Regions from separate parts of the Gossypium hirsutum genome. Here region 1 is linked to region 2. A link is a contact called in public Hi-C data. All regions are on one chromosome and are shown on one strand. The core of a region is the stretch at or near the end of the contact, and the rest is flanking DNA. Distances in the headings are between cores, read along the strand shown.

Region 1 (6,210 bases), core at 3,123-5,622, 210 kb before region 2:
AACCATATTTAAGTAAGTATTTGTAATTCAATTCATATAATTTATATATATAATATTTTTAACTAAATTAAATTCTAAAGTATATGAAATATTATTAATTTTTTTAAATAGTGATACAAATTCTAAATTGATTTGAATTAAATTTAAATATATTGTATAAATATTTTAATCAAAATAAATTATATAAAAATTTTAAGACTTGATTTATTACCTTTGTATTTTGCCAAAGTGGGTTCCATTTTTATATAAAATTCTTTTAATATAGTGCATTTTGAACAAAAATATATATTAAATTTAATCTAAATCAATTCAAAGTTCGTATTATTATTTAAAATCATTTTTTACTAATATTCTATATACTTTATAATTAAACTTACATTAGAAATGTTTTTTTATATATAGTTAATTTGATTTAAAATAAAATAAAATTAATGCAATATGGATTGAACGAATAATTCAAAGTTTTTGGAGAGACCTTATTACAATTTATGGAATAAATAATATAATATTTGAAAATATTTATATTTTCATATTTTTAAATTTATTTAAAATTAATTTTTTAAAAACTATTTTATTTGTTAATTTAAAGAGTTTTTTATTTTTTTCACAAGAATTTATAATTTTATAATATTTTTATTGAAAACCTAAAAAAATAAAATTTAAAATATTTTTTGTAATTATTTATATACTTTTAAAAAGTAATAACTAAATTAATAAAAAAAATATAAATGTTGAGAACAAAAAAGAATATTTTACCTTTTTTATAACAATCGCAATCATAATTCTAATTGCGAAATGAATGGAAAAACTAAAACTTTTAGATTAAAAATAAATTATAAAAATTTAATATCTCAAAATTAAAATATAATAACTTGAATACATATTTACGCGATTAATAATTGAAAAGACAGTTTAAAGTTTAAGCGATTTTTGTTTGGGCCTCCGATATTTACATGCGTCGTGAGATTACGTTATTAGCATTTACTTATTAAATCATTTACCGGTGAAAAGATTCTAAGTAACAATTCCAACACAAGTTATGAAAAAAAAATTAACAAAAAGTTAACATTTTAAAAAATATATTATACAAAAAAATTTAAAAGACATTTTATAATATACTATAAAAAAAATTTGTTATTTATTTATAAAAAAAATAGTTTTTGATCTTTTCTCAATGTCCCACAGTTAAGTAAGACCTTATATTTATAATATATTTCGGAATTAAATGGCAAAAGGGAAAATAGAAGGAATAAAGCGAAAAACTGAAAAGAAAAATTAAAAGACGTAAGAAAAATAAAGATTGAAGAAAAAAAAGAGAAGCATGGAATTGAAGGGATGACGATGGTCTCCATGGGAATAGAAGGGACAAGTAATTAGTGGGATTCTCTGCCTTCTTTCCTAACAACCACATCTGCTTCATCAAAAAATTAACCCCGCATCCTTTTCTCTACTTTCTTTTTTAATTTTTAATTTATATTTTTTTGCCTTTGTTTTTGGCTCACTTTCTTTTTTTTTTTCCTTTGTTTTTTCTTTATCTTTTTTTTTAACTCATAAAATTTTTGTCTCTATATGTACACAACAAACAAAAAATAAAAGAAAAAAAGAAAGAGAATCTAAAATTTGAGAGACAACAAAGCAATGTCCCGATTTCATTATCAAATATTTTTACAGCGCGTGAATAACACCGCCGAAACTGTATGAGCGTGCGTTTTACTTTATAGTTTTACCAATGAAATCGGTTGAAATCGTCTACTGTCGGATGTATGTCTTTGAGTAATCCCAGAACTTGCTGCATCGTGGGCCTTTTCTCAGCTGACTCCGCCGTACACAAGTATCCAACTCGGAGGCTCTCCACCATTTCAGCCTCCGATTCACCGGCGAATCTCAACCTGGAGTCAAGCGCCTCAACTCCTTTCCTTTCCTTCACTAACCTCCTCACCCGCCTCACATTCTCCTCCGTCCCTTGCTTCCCCGTTAAAAGCTCCAACAAAACAACACCGAAACAATAAACATCAATTTCAGCGTCGCTTTCATCCTTCTTATCCTTTTCTTTTCTACACCCAATGTTTCTTATCCCGAAATCGGATATCCGAGGTTCCAGGTTGTCAGAGAGAAGAATATTGGAAGCCACCAGGTGGCCATGCCTCGAACCTACGTGATGCAGGTATGCCACCCCACGAGCAACTCCAACCGCGATGCGGTGGCGGGTCAGCCAATTCGTTTTATCCGGCGAAGATGTATGGGACCCGATTCCGTTGTGCATATCCCAAGTGTCGGTGCTCCAATCCTCCACGTTGGGCGCCCCCGTTGGGAGCTCATGTAACCAACGGTGTAAATCCCCGTTTGCCAGAAATTCATACAACACCAGCTTCTCCTTACCTAAAAACATTATAAATATTTAAATAACTAACGAGGAAGCTGAAGAAAATGTAATGCATGGATAGAATTGAAAAGAAGCGCCAAAGTTCACGAATGTCAAAGTGTGTAATGATGCATGTTTTTCGACAGGACAAAATCACGACATCCCGATTGAAGTTTCCATATTTTCAAACAAACCCGTGAGACAATTTAATACGATAACATTTCGTTTAGTTAAAAAAACCAGAGATTAGAGATATAATAATAACAGTTTGGGTACAAGTTACCTGCAATGCAGTAACCGGAGAGAGGTAGCAAGTTAGGGTGTTTAAGCCTAGAAAGATGTTCAAACATGGCCACGGCTTCATCATGATCAATGTCTCTGGCGTGTTCTAAGACTTTGATCGCCACGTGGAGGTCCCCTGGAAGGACGGCTCTGTAAAGGGGCCCACATCGGCCTTCTGCAAGTAAAGATTCCTTGCCAAAATGTGACGTGGCGGCAATCAGGTCCTTGAAGGTGAAGTTCATCAATGGCTTAGCGGACATGATTACTGGTGCTGATGTCGGTTCTTTGATGTCTGCTACCCAGGATGAGCCCGATTCAGTCTCGAAAGAGAAGGGTCCTGATTTTTCGATCTTGAAATTTGGTTGGACAGGGTTGGAGATTGCCCATTTGTTTCTCTTCGCAAGTTTCTTTCTTCTATATGTGAAGAAGAAGCAAAACACGAGGGAAGCCAGTAGAAACCCTGATGAAGATGACAAACCAATGACCAAAGCTTTGGTCTTTGATTTGGGTTTATGTCTTTTGAGGGGTACATGTTTTTGAAAGACTTTGTGAGCTGGGGTCAAGGAATGGGTTTTAATGCGATGGTTTGGTGCTCTTTTTGAAGTATTGAAAACGAAATCCCCACCACGAATAAAAGCAGATTTGCCAAATCTTTGGAACTTGTCAAACCCAACTGAACCGATGAAGTGGTTGAGCGAAATGTTTAGGAACTTTAGGCTATTGACTAAAGGGAAATCAGAAGGGAAAGTACCATTCAGGGAGTTGTTTGATACATCCAAGTAATTCAAGGAACGAAGAGCTGAAATGGGCTTTACACTGCCCGAAATCTTGCAACTAGAAATATCCATGTGCTGGAGCTTGATAAGTTTGGTGAACCCAGAAGGAAGAACACCAAGATGATTGTGGGAAAGGTCAAGAAATTGAAGGTTGGGAAAGCCAGAGAGTTTAACCAAGTTGGTGAACCTGTTATCCGAAAGGTTCAACACCTGCATCGATGAAGACGAACCATTTCCCGAGGTGGGTTCGAACCCAATACTCCCTCCAAACTTATTTCTCGCCAGACTAGCCTCAACGAGTGTGGGCATAGACCAAAACCAATCTGGAACAGAACCTTGAAGAGAATTGTTGGAGAGATCAATGGTGCGCAACTGTGAAACCTTGCGGAGAAATTTCCATGAAATGGTACCAGTTAAATTCTTTGAAGAAAAGTCGAGTACCTTTATTGGAGGATAAGAGCAGTTGGGGTCGTGGGATTTCAACCAAGAGATGTTGAACCCAGAGACTGATCTAAAAGCTTTAGAAACCAGTGCGTAGTCTGTACTGTTGCATGTAGATTGGGCCGCTACCACCAGGGAAAGGACAAGTATAAATCTGGCCACAACTTCCATTTCTTCACTTCAAGCTTCGACCTTTGGCTGCAGTTTTTCGCATGTCCACGCTTACACAAAGGTAGAAGAAGAGGAAGTGAATAATTATATGGAATAGATTGTCTTATACTACTTGATGGGTTAGAGGGAGGCAAAATAAAGTTAGTGAAGTAGGAGGAGATGCAAAAGTTAACGGCAGTGGGTGTACTATAAAGAGAGGAGGGAACAGTTAACGGTGTGTAATGTGTTAGACTGTTGATGGGGTTGACTGTATCTTATACTCACGCCTCACTCATACTGTCACAAATATCACCAGTCGCTGATGCGCCCATTCCTCTGATTATACGATTTTACGGGAAGTACCACAAAATCCTCTCTAGATTACATTTTAGTTCTTTTATTGAATAAATTAGTCTTGTGCATGTTAAATGAGTGAAAAATACTACTCTTTTTTTAAAATTTGATATTTATATATAAGGTATAATAATAAACTTAGTCATTAATTTTTATACATTTATTCAATTTGACCTTTTCTCTTTTATCATAAGTAAATTAGAAAAAATTGAAACTAATAAGATTAAATGGTCAAAAAGGCTTTAATAACAAAATTGAAAAAAATCAATTAATCCCTTTAAAAATTTAAAAATTATTAAAAAATCATAAAATTATTAAAAAATTATATATATTTTAATTAAAAAATAACAATACCAATGCATTAAAATCTAATGGTTATAATATATTTTTTAATATGTTGGCATTGTTTTTTAATAAAATTTTAAAATTTTTATAACATTTTTATATAAATTTTGCTTGTAAATTTTAATGATTTTTTAAAATTTTTAAAAGAGTTTAATTGATTTTTTTTAAAAATATTGCTAATACCTTTTTTACCCTTTAGCCTTATTAGTTTCAACAATTTATAATTTACTTCCAATAAAAGAGTAGGGGTCAAATTGAATAAATTGTAAAGATTAAGGGTTAAAATTTTTATTATACCTTAGATATAAACACCAAATTTTAATAGAAGGATCTTTTTGCTCATTTATTTAGTGTACAATGACTAATTTATCTATTTTTTAGTAAAGAAGTTAAAATGTAACCTAAGATATGACAATGAGGTTTAATAGTACTTTTACCTCAACGATTTGATCCTTTAAAATGAAAAATTATACATTTCAACCTTGAAAATTTTATAAAAGGATAAAATATAATTTACTACTAAAAAATAAAATAAAATATTGATTTAATCATTTTAAAAATTATAAATATATGAGTATAGTAATAAAATTACATTTCAATTCTAATAAAAATATATAATTAAGTTTTGATCCTAAAAAAACTTCATGCTTCAACTCGGACGGATAATTAGAATTCTCTCATAAATTTTCTTTATTAACCATAAAAGTAAAATGGACTTAGTATATACTTTAGTTCCAACCAAAACAAAATATGCATTTAGAACTTTACATCAAGGAAAAAGAATTAATATGTTGAAATTTTAAGAGAAAAAATAATTGTATAAATTAATTTTTATTGTGCATACATTATTCAGAGACTGCTTTGTTCAGACCAATGTCTCGTTTCTAAGCATGACTACGCCAGACCAAGTCACTTCATTGGATAAATTTTGTCTGAGGAGATAAATATCATCCATCACTAATACATTTTATACTTACATCACACCAAGTCACCTTAACGACATAATGAGGAGACATTATCAGCTTAATGAGAAGATCTTCAAAAAAAAAAAAAAAAGCCAACACTTTACCCAAACTTCCACCAGTAACTCGCCTCTTTATTGTGTGAACCACTATTCTCTTCATCTTCTAATTTACTTCAGTTAGCTCAATATCATTATTGATTTACATTAGTTTGTAACTATTAGTATCAGTATTGATTATTTAAATTTCATTTACTTTTTTATATTAATATTTTTTCTTCATAAATATATTTAAAAATAAAATAAGATAATTAATTTGTATAAATTAATTAATACTAAATTTTTTATTCTCATATCAATATAAATATGTTCTTGGTACATATATTTACATGTATATGTGATATATGCTATATACTTGATCAAAAGACACTAGAAAATAAACTCTCTCTCTATATATGAAAAATATGAGTGGATTCCCCTTTTTGGATGATTGAACTGATCAAGAAGCAGTAGATGAGTACGAAGATGTGATAAAAGAC
Region 2 (6,511 bases), core at 3,588-6,087:
TTGATTTTAAGTTTATTTGTCATTGAAATGCGTTGAAGATGGCCCCTCCTCCACTGACTTTTGTTTAATCCTCTCCGGTACGACCTAACAGTTCATAGGAACCTAATTTCCTAAACCCAACAAAACATAGTGTCTACCAAGGTCCAAGCTGACAGTTCTATCTCACGTTATGGACTGTTAGGTCATTTTTCATGGCTAGAAATTGAGGAGGACAACACAACAAGATATGTGATTCCAGTGAAACAAAAGTAAGAATTACCAATAAACAATGACCTAGACATTTTATAGCATTGCAATTGAACTTGTAGCTTGTGAAGAGCTCATAAGCATAACCAGTGTCCCGCACTCATTGGTAATTTGTACCATGGCATATACAGCATCGGATAGTTTGGTCCACTAACGACATTGCAAAGATTTCAACCACCTGTCCATGAATAGAGGGAACAACTTAGAAGATTTTTCATGAGTGATTCGAATGAACCCAAGAATAGTATAGTGCAGATATGTGGCTTGAGATTAAACAAGGAACTCTTCAAGTATGATACTTTTGTTGCGGTAGTTCAGGTCCGAGACAAGAATTGCCACTCGAGTGATAAGGGTTCTTTGCTGCCAAGATTCATTGAAATTCGATCACTGTCTAGCCAGCAAACAGCCAACAACATAGCAGATATCAGGAACTTGTGTTGGTATGTGGCTAAAGTATTGGTGATATGGGACAGTTGGACAAACTATACCCACGCACGTGGCCTGTCTACATGGGGAACATCTCCTATTTTCATTAGAAGAGACATAAATATATGGGACTTCTAAAATCGGGACCCATTTTTATGTTGGAATCACATGGTGTCAGGTGGCACAGATACAACTTACAAGCAGATGCATCCACTCATACTGGATGTTGGAAGTATCAAACCAAAACAGTTAGAGCGGTTTGGTTTGCTTAAATTGATGTGATATTTCATTTATCATCTAACGAGTTTTAAATAATGAGACATTTGATAGGGGTGAATTAACGATATATGCAGAGCGGGTTTTAAAATTGAGAATTTAGGTTGTTTTTTTGAAAATTTATCGGGATAGATGATTTTTAAGAGAGAAAAATAAAAAAAAACATCAGTGAATTTTAAAAAATATTTTGTCACCTTAACTGAAAATGCATTCTATATAGCATCTTTTCTTCCCTTTCATTTTTAATCTTAACCTTAACCTTAACTCGTGATAAAAAAAAATTAGCACTTAGGAATCTTGGGATGATGTTCAAATTGGGCTTCCACATTGTTTTTTTTTTCAAATTTCCCCCGATTGCCTATATAAAGGGAGATTTTGCTCTCCCTACTCCATCAACTCTCTTGGCCTATGTCTTTTAAAAAAATAAAAAGGTCCTCTCCTAAATTGTTCTTTTTTTTTTTTAGTGTTGAAATTCTTGAATAGAAAGATTTATTTGTGTTTGTATTTAAGGGAGACAGTGTGATAGTTTTAAAGTGTGTTTGAGTTCACGGTGATGTGGTGGCACTCGAAGACCCTCACATTTCATCTGTCATGTCAGGATGGAACCATCATTTTATAAGCCCATTGCATTGCAAATAGGGCTCCAGATCACAGTGGTTATACGATTACGGGTTGAAGTATAACTACGGCTCTCGATTGGCGATGGTTATATAGTCATGGGTTGGAGTATAACTCGAAAGCCCAGTTGGCGGTGGTTATACAGTCACATGTTTAAGTTTCATGCCATCACAAAAGGATGCTTTGTAAACCTATACATAAGTTTGAAATCATAATTATAGGGAAAAACTATGAGACTTTCCGGTATAATCAGCTTATTCTTTCTTTCCATGTCCACCAAAGCAGTATCCTTAACCTCGCTATTCGAAACCTGTGACGGAATTGGGGGAAAGAGGACTATCAAGGGGACAAGTGATTGTTACAGTGGAGAAGATCTAAAAGTCTTTTCTGGCCGATAGCGGTTGTTGTGATTAAAGAACCCATTAATAACTATAATCGTTGTTGTTCTGACTCGAGTTTTCGAGTTTTAGCTTTCTTTCCACCATCACAATCACTCGTCTCCTAAAAGTCCTTTTGCCCCCAACTCTGTCACAAGTTTCAAACAATTAGGTTAAGGATATTACTTTTAGTGGAGATGGAGAAAAAGAATAAGTTGATTACACTGGAAAGCCCTTTTGTTTTTCTCTATGATTATAGTCTCAAACTTATGTATGAGATTTATAAAGCATCATCTTCTGATATCATGAAACTTGAACCCATGACTGCATAACTACTACCAACTAAGAGCCCTAGTTATAATTCAACTGGTGACCGTATAAGCATTATAAACTCAGAGCCTGAGTTGCAATGTGATGAGCTTCTAAAGTGATGGTTTCATCTCGACACAACAGATGAAATGTGTGCGTCTCTAAGCGCTATCGCATCATCGGAAACTCAAATATATCTTAAAACTATCACAATGTCTATATCAAACACAAACACAAATAAATCTTTCTTCCCAAATTTCAAACACCCAACACAAAAAAAAAATTAAAAGAGAGAAACAAAATACACATTGCATTTTCTTTTCCTTTTCTCAAAATTAACTTATTTCCCTAAATATTAAAAATATTAACCTGAAAGCTTAATTATTTTCTAAAAACGACATATACATCAAATTTATCGTGGGGATTGCTTTCAGCCGATTGATTTTTTATTTCATATTACTTTTTTATGATTTTAAAATATCTAATAATATTGTGACTACTTTCGATAGATTAGAGCAGCAATATTTCATATTGTTTATATTTGAATATTTTATTATGAATAAATAATATATTATTTATAAACATAAAATAAAAATTGTTTAAATCTTGTTGAAACCATTTTTAAAATTTTATATTAAAAATAAAATAAAAATAATTAAATGCATATATTCACTTGAGTTAAAATTAATAAATTTATCGATTGAGTATTAGTTTGATTGGTATAGGCATTATTGTCAATATAAGAGAACGTTGGTTCAAGTACTTTGAAATGCATTATTATCCTCTTTATGGATTAAAGATAGGTTATAGGTAGTTTTAGATATTATATTAGAAAGAGCAAATATAATTAGAATTTATAAAGAGATTGTTAAAAAAATAATAATAAATTTAAAATGTATTTCTAGCTTTTGAAATATTTTAACTTTTGAAGCAAGGTTCGACATTTTTTTAAAGAAGTCAAATACCTACACATGTTACATGTTACTACTTATCTCTTTTTATTACATCGTAAATGAAATATAAACCACTCTTTCAGCCTTTTAGGAAACATATATCACCCTTTCAGCCTTAAGTTATCGGAGTATGATGTATTAAATAATTTTCATGTGAACCTTACATGCTTCTATGAAATTTATGTTCGTAGAAATGAACATTCGAATTTTGTTTTTACTAATCGACTTATTTCTAATCGTTGGGCTTTTAATCGAATAAACAGCTGTGTACCTAGAGAATCGTATACAAATAATAACCTGTTGGTTAAATTATTTTACTACCCCTCATTTTAAAAAGAAAATTGAAGTTTAATTTTGGTATTTAAAAAAAGTTAAAATTGAGTTATTAAAATCGTAAGTATTTTCTATAAAAAATTGTTAAATTGAAATTTTGATTAGGTTATTCTCATATTGCATGACATATGATTGATAAAAAATATATATGATAAATTCACAAATTTTAACAAAATTATCAACAACAATAATGATTATATTAAGATTTTTAAATTGAAAAAGTAAGGCGATTAAATCTTTAACTTTTAAAATACATGTACTAAATTTAAAATTTTATATAAATACAAGGACTAATGACATAAAGACATAGTTTAACCTAATCTATACTAAAAACCAAATGTTAAATAATTATGGTTTTCAACTCATGCTTCACATTGGGTTAAATTATTTTTAATTGTAATGTATAAAGTTGAAATTTAAATATTATAAAATTTTTTAAATTTTGTACTCTCTTTATATTTAGAACTTAGTCTCCATATTTTAATTTTAAAGAATTTAGTTTTTTTACTTTTTAATTTAAAAATATGACTATTAGCATCGTTAAAATTTCTCTATTAAAATTGTTGATTTGACACTATAAAATTAAAAATATATATATGTTCATTTAGTAGTCATGTGAAAAAAAAGCATTGTAGTGAGCTTGAATCTAACAAAAGAAAATATTAATGGCATGAATAATTCCTAAAATTCGTGTCTATATCTTAACTAGAATAAATTATTTAAACTAACTAATGGTATTATAAATATTAATTTAAGAAATTATGTAAAAAATTAAAATATAAATATGAAATCTCCTATTTAAATGTATTATAAAAATCAAAATTAAAATCTAAATATTTATATAATCTAAAAGTAGAGGTATCATAATAAAATAATATAAAAAAAACAAAAACCATGGCCTATAAAAGGGGAAGGCCACGACTCCACTTGTTCACAGTTAAAAACTCTGGTTCTTAACTTTTATATAATAGTTGTAGGTCATAGATGACGGTGAAAATTATCCACATCGTAAAACTGATTAAGAAAAAAAATGGTATGAAAGTATAATTTTACGATATTCTTATTTTTTTTAATAGAAAAATAATAAATCAAAATTTTTCTCTTGATTTTTAGTATTTTTAATTAAATTTAAATTTTTTCATGAGAAAAAGTTAAAAATTAAAAATAAAAATTTGATTTATTATTCTCTTTTTAAAAAGAGATAAAATGATGTATAATCACGATTTCATATAATTTTTTTACTAAAATAATTTATCAGCACTGTAAATATTTTACTATATATAGGAGAAATTGTGTCCATCCCTACGGCATAGAATAGATGTTGAACAGACTAAGATTTTGTTCTCTCCTCCTTTCTTCTAGTTTGACTGATTTGTGGAAACTCAGGAAAAACAACAAAAAGAGTGTGTTGGTTGTAGGATCCTCAGCCTAAAATTTTGGTAGCAGTGGGGAGATCATCACAAAATGGAGAAGAAAGGGACAGTATTGATGCAAAGGTTTGAGGTGGGACGATTACTGGGTCAAGGGACATTCGCCAAGGTTTACCAAGCCAGGAATCTAAGAACCGGCGAAAGCTGCGCCATTAAAACCATCGATAAAGAGAAGATAATGAAAGGAGGTTTGATAGATCAAATCAAGCGTGAAATCTCAGTTATGCGCCTCGTTAAACATCCCAATGTTGTTCGACTCTATGAGGTAATGGCTAGCAAATCAAAGATATATTTCGTGATGGAATATGTTAAAGGCGGTGAGCTTTTCAACAAGATCGCTAAAGGGAAGCTCAAGGAAGATGACGCCCGACGCTATTTCCAGCAATTGATAGCTGCCGTTGATTACTGCCATAGCAGAGGTGTTTATCACCGGGATTTGAAGCCCGAGAATCTCCTCCTCGATGAAAATGGGAATCTCAAGGTTTCGGATTTTGGGCTGAGTGCGTTTATAGAATCAAGCAGACAAGATGGGCTTCTTCACACCACTTGCGGAACTCCAGCTTATGTTGCACCCGAAGTCATTCACCACAAAGGCTACGACGGAGCCAAGGCTGATATTTGGTCTTGTGGAGTCATTCTTTACGCTCTGTTGGCTGGTTTTCTCCCTTTTCAACACTCCAATCTCATGGAACTGTATAGAAAGATAAGTAGAGGAGAATTCAAGTGCCCACAGTGGTTCTCTCCCCAAGTTCGGAAGCTTCTTTCTAGGATTCTTGAACCCAATCCAATCCAAAGAATCACTGTGGCTAAGCTAATGGAAAATTGTTGGTTTAGGAAAGGGTATAAACATATTGATATCCTACCACCATCCCCTCAACCCTGTACCTTAGACTCGTTAATTACCGACGATAGTTCTGGTTCTTGGGAGCCGAGAAGCCCGGTTAGGCCGAGTTATTTCAATGCTTTCGACATTATATCTCTTTCACAAGGTTTAAACTTATCAGGTTTGTTTGAGAAAGATTTGAACCAAAGGGATTGCTCACGGTTCACCACTAGAAAACCAGCCAGCGATATCGTTTCAAAATTTCAACAAATAGCCCAGACCGAGAGTTTTAGCATCAAGAACAAGGATGGGAAGGTGAAATTGCAAGGCAGTAAGGAAGGGAGAAAGGGACAGCTTGGTATAGATGCTGAGATCTTTGAAGTTACCGCTTCGTTTTATGTGGTGGAGTTGAAGAAAACTGCTGGGGATACTTTGGAATACAAGAATTTCTGTAACAAAGAATTGAAGCCGTCGCTCAAGGATATAGTGTGGGCTTGGCAAGGCAGCAACAATTATACCCAGAACCTGGTTTGAGTTTTCGTATTCCAACCAACAACTATACTGTGGTAGCAGCTAATTAGGGAGCTTCTTACCCTCTTCGAATTTCAATTTCTTTTCTTTTCTCGCCTTTTGTAATTAAGCTCCAAATTTTAGTTTATGAATGTAAGAAGATGTGTAAATAATTAACAAATTAACCTTTCTACTAAAATTCTCTCAAAT

Evidence for each region. A called contact is a pair of places that touch in the nucleus more often than the background predicts.
Region 1: a Hi-C map of hypocotyl shows a contact between it and region 2, with 2.8 times the contacts expected there. The contact joins the promoter of LOC107962256 here to the promoter of LOC107900639 in region 2. A contact is called at or near these places in 12 of 34 Hi-C or Micro-C datasets (anther, callus, hypocotyl and 2 more).

The regions. Positions count from the first base shown.
Region 1 is chrA06:100,306,025-100,312,234 of Gossypium_hirsutum_v2.1, reverse strand. LOC107962256 (calmodulin-binding receptor kinase CaMRLK) reads right to left here and starts at 4,372. Exons shown (of 2, transcript XM_016898572.2): 1 at 2,646-4,372; 2 at 1,615-2,379. The coding sequence starts at 4,032. The coding sequence ends at 1,724.
Region 2 is chrA06:100,093,772-100,100,282 of Gossypium_hirsutum_v2.1, reverse strand. It overlaps LOC107900639 (CBL-interacting serine/threonine-protein kinase 20), which reads left to right and starts at 4,837. Exons shown (of 1, transcript XM_016826307.2): 1 at 4,837-6,412. The coding sequence starts at 5,003. The coding sequence ends at 6,325.